Regions from separate parts of the Gossypium hirsutum genome. Here all the other regions are linked to region 1. Evidence: chromatin contacts called from public Hi-C data. All regions are on one chromosome and are shown on one strand. The core of a region is the stretch at or near the end of the contact, and the rest is flanking DNA. Distances in the headings are between cores, read along the strand shown. Region 1 holds the start of LOC107950600 (protein BRASSINOSTEROID INSENSITIVE 1). Region 2 holds the start of LOC107950369. Region 3 holds the start of LOC107950596.

Region 1 (2,651 bases), core at 69-2,568:
AAGTTGTTGGTGGATACATCGAAAGATTCCAAAGAAGAACAAGAAGCAAAGCTACTAGGAATCATACCAGAAAGATTGTTTGAAGAAAGATCCAGCTCCACAAGAGTTGCACAAGCTTCAGTCAGATACAGAGGAATCTGTCCTTGAAACTTATTACCGGCTAAATAAAGACGTTCCAATTTGGATATTGGTAAACCTGGAACCCGACCGGAAAACTGGTTGCTAGATAGATTCAAGAAGTTTAAGTTCAGACATGAAGAGATTTCACGACCAATGTCACCGGAAAACTTGTTGGCAGACACATCGAGGTGTTCTAAACTTAAACAGTCACCAAATGAAGGCGTCCCCATTGAGAAATTATTCCAAGAAACGTCCAAAAACTTGAGTTTTTTGCAGTTGGAGACGTTTATGTCACCAGTAATCACGTTTCCCTTCAAAGCCAAGTGCTTCAAGTCATTGCAACCACCGTGAAGAATCCAAGGGACCAAGTTTCCAGCCGACAGCTTGTTGAAAGAAAGATCGAGAACTTCCAAACTTAGCTGCAAACCCCTGGTTTGTTCTTCACCAGAAGACTCGAGTTTGTTGGTTGATAAATTGAGAGACTTCAAATTTGGGCAAGAACCCAAGGTGGAAAGGGTTGAAAGGGGACCAGACAAGGTGTTTTGAGACAGATCCAAACTGGTTAACAAGGAGCTACACTTGGATCCATAAGGGAAAGAAATGTTGCCAGAGATGTTGGCTTTCAACAAAGTAAGGGATTCCAAGTTTTCCAACGCTAAAAGGAAGGCAGCAACAGAGTGAAAATCGGTGCTCAAGGAGGTGTCACTGAGTTCAATAGAGGAAACCTTTGAGTCTTGGCATGTTACACCATTGAAGCTACAAGGGTCTTGTTTAGGTACCCAGCTTTGAAGCAGAGATTGGTCAGGCAAGCTAGCTTTGAAGCTGAGCAGTAACTGAGAATCTTTGCTGTTTAAAGAAGACACCACAAGAACTTCAAAGCAGATAAGAAAGGTGACGGTGAAGGTGAGAAAGACAAATAAAGGTCTCATATTTGTAGGGATGGGTGGAAATTTTGAACTTGTTTATTATAACAATGAAAACAAGAGAAACAAAGAGAGGTGTTTAAGGTATGAGCCTGCCATTAAAGGAGAGAGCTTTGGGCTCTGGTTTTAGTGAAGAGAGAGAGAAAAGTTGGGTTTGTATGTTACTGAAAGAAAGAGAAAAATGGAGTCAAAAGAGGAAGTGAAGAGAGTAAGAAGGGTATTCATCAAAGTGGGGAGGAGTGGAAACTGCTGTTGTTGGCTCACATGCCATGTGACCCTCTACTCTTCTGTTTCTCTTAATTTTTAAATTAAATATTGGTTAATAAATCTTAGTTCTAAATCTAATCAATTTGAATAATGGGTTATAATAATATGTTTGTCTCTCTAGATGGGTGATTAAGTGCTTCACAGTAGAGGTGGGGGTGGAGCAACCCTTAAATCTCCTACTTCAAATAAATCTTCTTTTTGTATGTCTGTTTCTTCATATAAAAAAATACTAATCTTGATTTGGGTCATGTTTATTAGTTTCAACAATGGTTAGGTTTAAGAGTAAGGAATTCAATATTTTTTAACCAAGGCCTTCATTCCAACCTTACAAGTTTTTCACTTCAACTTTTAAATGTTTATTACACTTTTAATGACGGAAACGAATATATACGATTTTCCAAGAATTTTAAATATGTTTTCTTTTCTCTCCTCTTCTTTCAATCTTGAACAGAATTATTGCAATCTCATAATCTGTTGATAATCCCACCAAAAGATTAGTAAAAAAAAAACCAAATTAATATATAAATTACATAAATGCAAATTTTTAAAAAAAATGTCTGGAAGATTTCATATAAACCAAATAAAAATTAGTATTTTTTTTTTGTCTTTTGTGAAAGTAAGTAAGGGAATCAATTTTCTCAATTTCAAACATCTAAAATCTCAGTGATCTAAAAATAAATTGAATTTTTTTATGATCCATTTGATAAAGCTATATATAAGTTTACTGTTCTGTAATTAGATTTTTAACTTAAAAATGAATGGAAATGATATTCCAAGTGATTTCATTCTTTTTTTTATTAAATAAATTTATTTCGAAAAATATGTTATCTTAAACTATTGTTATTACAAATTTCGTTAATATCACTTTATTAACATAATAAATAATTATATGTTACGAGAATTCAGCGTTTATAGTCCTATAAGAAACCTAGATTTCATAATCACCCAACTCACAATTACTCATATTTTTCAACATTTCAATTTCTTATAATATTTTCTAGGTAATTTTATCCTTATAAAAAATTGAAGGTAAAGTATGACGAAGATCTTGTACTAAGAGTTTGATTATATTTTTGCCTCGCTCTATTTAAAAAATGGGTTAATCAGTTCAAAGAGCAAATCCTTTATTTATCAAATTATACTCTTAAAAATTAGCCCTTATATGTTAGCATGAGATACATATGTTATAATCTGGTAGTTTTATCAACCACGCTGTACAAATTGATGAAATTTTTAATAGAAATAATCAAATTACTTTTTGATCTAATATATAAAGATTAATTTCTCTTATTTTTTATAAGAAGGGTAGAATGCTGACTCGTAGAAATTGAAAAGGTTGTA
Region 2 (2,651 bases), core at 46-2,545, 190 kb before region 1:
GAAGGAATAGGCAATAAAGGAAAAAAAATATTATTAAATAAAAACTCTAACATCAATAAATTAATATATATAATCAATTACATTGAGAAACAAATACATACTTTTTCCCCTATATCACACTTACATAAAAATCACCATACATATCCATGATTTTGGGAGGCAGACCCTTTGGTGAACCTCTTCAAGACTCACTTATTAGGAGCAGAATCAATTATTTTTCTTGCACGTATACATAATTCATGATGAATCTATATATATACATGTACATATATATATATGTAATTATAAGATCCTTAAACCTGCCTTGCCTTGTCTTGCCTTGAGCAGCTGTTGACAAGGGGTTTAGTAGTGATTTTCCTTTTATTAAGTCATACACTTGATGAAGATGTGAATCCTTAGCCTTTCCTTGGGTAAAAAGAATTATCATAAGATGGCTGAGAAGCCATTTTTGTAGTGTTATCATGGTGCCTGTTAGACTTCCTGTTGAATGAACTATATCTGCCTTGCCTATGCTTCCTTCTAGGATGTGATGCCTTTGGGATAAAAACTCCAGTGCCTTTGCTTTCTCTTCTGCAGATTTGTTCTTGGAGATATGGAGATTGTGTTATTAGATAATTTGCTGCAGAAAATGTCTGCAAAAAGTTTTGACAGGACAAAAATTTCAATCCATGAAGCTGTGAAGTTAATAATACCAGAAAATCCATGAAAAAGAAACATATGTAGATGGTTATAAAAACCTGGAAGGAAACTGAAGGACATGTTGAAACTGGGTCTTCATCATCCATGATTAGCAAAGAGATTTGCTTGCTCAAGTCTGCAAAAAACAGATCATCTTCAAGCTCAACAGCCACTTCCATGTCTGTCCTCGAAAGCTAGAGAGTCTTATGAGAGTGGGGTTTTTGGCAAGTAACCAAGAAAGGAAATGTTTAGTCTCTCCCGAGCCATGGGGGTTATAAATAAAAGAACAGCTAGAAAAGAGATGGGTGAGTTAAAAGGCAGATAGGAGGAGGGGGGAAGTGCATGTGGGGTGGTGGGGTCTTTTAGTGGCAGTTAGCCAATCTGGCTAAGTCCCCACAAGAATCATGAAGCAGCGTTATGATGTTATCCAGTAGGGGGAAGAAGAGATAAAAGAGTAGCAGCAAGCAAAGCATAGCAAAGGCAAAGAGATAGCCCACACCCAGATATCTAATCCCAAATCATCACTAGCATGCATGGGTGTAACTAGGTCAGCCTCACTTCCTTTATCCTTTTTTACATCTCTAAGGAAACAAGGTATGGCTCAAAATTCATAGTCCAACCCCAATACAAGGGATATACACTACTTGCAAAACCCAATTGAATGAACGCTTGCCCATAACTGGTCTCAACTAGTATCTAGATAGCTAGATACTGCTGTCTTTTGTCATGGTTTAAGCTAAAGGACAGTCAAACTCAGTAACCAGAGGATCTAAGAGCTTTGTTGTAGGGCCATTGCTTTAATTACTTTAGAATTTGAGACTTGTTTTTGTAGAGCTCCACAGAATTTGAGGGGTCGTTTGTCAATGCAACTAGCGTATTTGTAATTTACAGTTTTAAATCATATAAGCCGTGAATTAATTGTGTTCTGATTCTTTGACATTGAGCATTTCATTGTCATCTTCGTTTGAACTTTAACACATAATTTATCTCTAATCCCAACATAAAATAGAAGCAAATCATGCAAAAAAAATTCTTTTGCATTGCGGAACATAATATTCAAGCAGCCAAAGAGGGACTGAATTAAATGCATTAAGATAACCAAGGATATTCAAGTAAAGGGTAAACTACATTATTAGTTACTAAATTATGGGTAAGTTTTCGTTTTTATCACTTAACTAAGAAAAATTACAATCTGATTACTAAACTATTCGAAAGTTTTCATTTAAGTCACTAAACTATTCAAAAGTTTTTATTTTAAGTCATTGAACTATTCAAAAGTTTTTACTTAAGTCACTGGGCTGTTAAGTTTTTTCTTCTTTTAAGCTCCGCTAGTGAGCTCCAACCAACGACGACCAGTACGGTAGATTAGTACCCATCGACGAGTAGAAGAACATATCTCAGATCCAAGTCAATCTAACAGCCAATGTCGGAGATTGTAGAAAAAATTTGTTTAAATTTTGGTTCCTAAATTCATGACGTCTAAAGTTGTTTTATAAAAAAAAAACTAAATTGTAAAAGAGAAGAGAAAAGAAAGCTTTCAATTTATACAGGCAGTGCGAGTAGAGAAAGCCATATAACATCGATTTTAACACTCTAGTGACTTAAACGAAAATTTTTGAATAATTCAATGACCAAATTATAACTTTTTATAATTAAATGACTAAAACCAAAACCTACCTAAAATTTAGTGACTAATAATGTAGTTTACCCTTGTTTAAAATTGTTCATGGTACTGGGCTTGTTTAGTGGTGCTTAAAAAAAGTACTTCTGACTTCAAAAGTACGTACTTTTGGAAGAAAAGCTATGCTAAACAAGCTAATTTTGACTGAAATTTTTAATTTTTCATAAGTGTTTTTCAAAAGCACTTCTAAAAAGAAGAAATTAAAATTTTTAACTTTTTCTCTTCTAAAAGTACTTTTAGTGTTTAATTACTTTTTCACCCCTCCAATAACGTAGTACTTTCCCCTTTTTTT
Region 3 (2,651 bases), core at 60-2,559, 130 kb after region 1:
CATCAGCTCCTCTACCAATGAACCTCGAAATAATGAAACATACCACACTAACCTACAAAACAGAGAAACTGATTCCCCAAGCACTAACGATTGCATGGACATGCATGCTGATGATAGTCCACACCAAGATTTTCCTTTCTGAAATTTCTATGGTCATTCATTTGCTGCTTTCTGCTTTTTTTCTTGTAAAATATCTTGAAAGGCTAGGAATCTGAAAAGTATCTTGAAATGTATTGCAAGTTCAATGTTAATGTGCTATTGTCATATAATTATATTTGTCTAATAATGGTGGTATTCGCTTGAATGGGGAGACATCTAGTTCTAGCCATCATCCCAATCTAGCAAGAAACAAACAACTGTTGAAAATTCCGGCAATATAGCATTGCTTAGCGTGTTAGGTTTACTAACCTACAATACCTTGTGTTCCAGGCAACCCCTTGCGGATGATGACCAAGCTAAAGTTGTAAAGTACTAATACTAATCCAAAGCAATCAAAGATCCTTTTATGTTTCTTTCAGGAATCCATTTGCATAAACCACTCTTCGTAGTTTCATTAACACATTCTTCTAATGACGAATTCTGGTCAATGTTCTAATATTTAATATAAATTTATAAATTTATTACATACTTTTTTTTATAAAATATACAAAATAAGAAGAAAACCAATTTTTTCGAGTTATTTTATTTTGAGATATAAATATAAAATATTATTTATTATTTTAATATACTTTTTCATATCCAACAGGCTCAATCTTGAGCAAGCATGTTTGAGTTCTCCGAGATTGACCAGACTGGACCTAGGCATTTTATGTAGCTTACAAATTTCAATATATTTTGTTTACCAAGCCCATAACCTATGCTGCTTGTTTGTGTATATGTGTCCAGTAATTAATTAGATAAAAAAAGAAGTTAAATCTATATATGCTTACAGAATATCAATTATTCTTTTTCCTAAAAGTAAAGGGAAAGTTAATTAAATAATATATTTTTCTCCTATTTTTCAACCGTGCAGAAAAAAGATAAATACAATCCTTTTTTTATTTTTCAATAAATATCTATACTGTCTTTAAATACTAGATTAAATTGATGTCATAAATTGACAGAATAGAATATAAAGATTAGATTTCTAAAAAAAATCATATGGATAATTTACATTATTAATTATCTTTTTTTTCAAAAAAATATTATTTCATATAATTTTTATTTTTATTTCAAACGTATATAATAAAAAAAAGAGCGATGAAAGGCGGCCCATAAGGGCCCATGTGATGTAGCTCATATAAAAACTCCCTGCTACTTCTTTCGTAAATCATAATCGTCTCTTTCCAACTCAAAACATCCGCATTTCCTCTCTACCCTAATCTACAATTCTTCTTCGATTTCATGTAAATCTGCATCATTTAAAATTTTTTTTCAGAAAATAAAACCCTCTTTCGCTCTATCGTAGCAGTTTTATTTATTTACTTGTAATTTATTTTCAATTAGAAAATTAAACATGACGAAGAAGAGAAAATCCGACGCCTCGCGCCTTGACGAGGTTGATCGGACCATGTACACCAGTTTTTGCAGCGCTGCAAACTCCCTCTCCCAGCTTTACACCCAGGCTATGAACCACCAACGCCTTTCTTTTCAGGCCGGTGAACGTCACGCGCTGGTTCGCTTCCTATCCCTCTTTGTATCTATTTGCTTAATAATATTTTATTCGTGGTTGATTCCTATGATTTTTTTATGCTTGATTGAATCCGATATTTGTTGTGATAACCAAATACCTAATGAAATCGCTTTATTTTAAATGTTATATCCTTTGTATTATAATATCTAAAATAAACTATGAAATCTCCTTAGTTTAAATCTCACGTGCAACGAACTGTTTGATTTTGCTTTTATGCGCAACAATTATTATGTTGTTAGTTGTTCTGTCAAAAGCAATTAATCATTTGTAATCTTATATGAATTTTCTTTTTAACATTTATGTGAAATGTTGAAGCAATGAAAACTTAATTAATTTGTAAAATGTTAAAATTTCTGTATTATTCCTTGCTGGTTTTGGTGTATGGAATTTGTTTTCATTGTGAAATACCTTCCTCTCTAAGTGTATAGATCTTTTTTCCCTTTGCAGGAGAAACTCTATCAATGGATTCTGAGGCAGCAAGAAGAAGGGTCAAGGGCTACAACTGTTGATATAGTTGCTTATTTGCAGGTATTTTTCATTTCTTGCTTTCCTTAGTTGCCAATTAGCTATTTGCCTCTGCCAATCGCATATGCTTTGAATTGAACTTTGCAACTAAACTGGATAACTATGAAATACTTTGTTGATGCCCTTGGATCCTACATTTTACGGACTATTTTATATGATATGTTAGGCATGTTACTCCATTTAATTCTAGTTCTTTTACTTTGTTGGGTTCAGTCTACGAAAGACAATCTTGAATATCATTCTGGGATAAATTTTTTTATTTGAATGTTTTAAATTATTTTGAAATATTATACTTTTCTCTACATATTTTATAGTATTTTAATATCAACAATCCAGCAAAATATTTTTCAAACGTCTGTATATTAGTAATTAAAGTTTGTTAAATTATTTAAAAGCGTATTCTTTTATGCATATTAATCATATAATTGTTCATACAGCAAGTAAGCCTTCCAAG

Evidence for each region. A called contact is a pair of places that touch in the nucleus more often than the background predicts.
Region 2: a contact with region 1 is called in a Hi-C map of leaf, with 2.3 times the contacts expected there. The contact joins the promoter of LOC107950369 here to the promoter of LOC107950600 in region 1. A contact is called at or near these places in 2 of 34 Hi-C or Micro-C datasets (callus and leaf).
Region 3: a contact with region 1 is called in a Hi-C map of leaf, with 1.8 times the contacts expected there. The contact joins the promoter of LOC107950596 here to the promoter of LOC107950600 in region 1. A contact is called at or near these places in 2 of 34 Hi-C or Micro-C datasets (both in leaf).

Annotation. Positions count from the first base shown.
Region 1 is chrD03:6,891,582-6,894,232 of Gossypium_hirsutum_v2.1, forward strand. LOC107950600 (protein BRASSINOSTEROID INSENSITIVE 1) reads right to left here and starts at 1,319. Exons shown (of 1, transcript XM_016885478.2): 1 at 1-1,319. The coding sequence starts at 1,049.
Region 2 is chrD03:6,696,897-6,699,547 of Gossypium_hirsutum_v2.1, forward strand. It overlaps LOC107950369, which reads right to left and starts at 1,296. Exons shown (of 2, transcript XM_016885209.2): 1 at 738-1,296; 2 at 48-632. The coding sequence starts at 857. The coding sequence ends at 396.
Region 3 is chrD03:7,025,626-7,028,276 of Gossypium_hirsutum_v2.1, forward strand. It overlaps LOC107950596, which reads left to right and starts at 1,310. Exons shown (of 3, transcript XM_016885474.2): 1 at 1,310-1,654; 2 at 2,120-2,200. The coding sequence starts at 1,496. LOC107950597 reads left to right here. Exons shown (of 3, transcript XM_016885475.2): 3 at 1-269. The coding sequence ends at 142.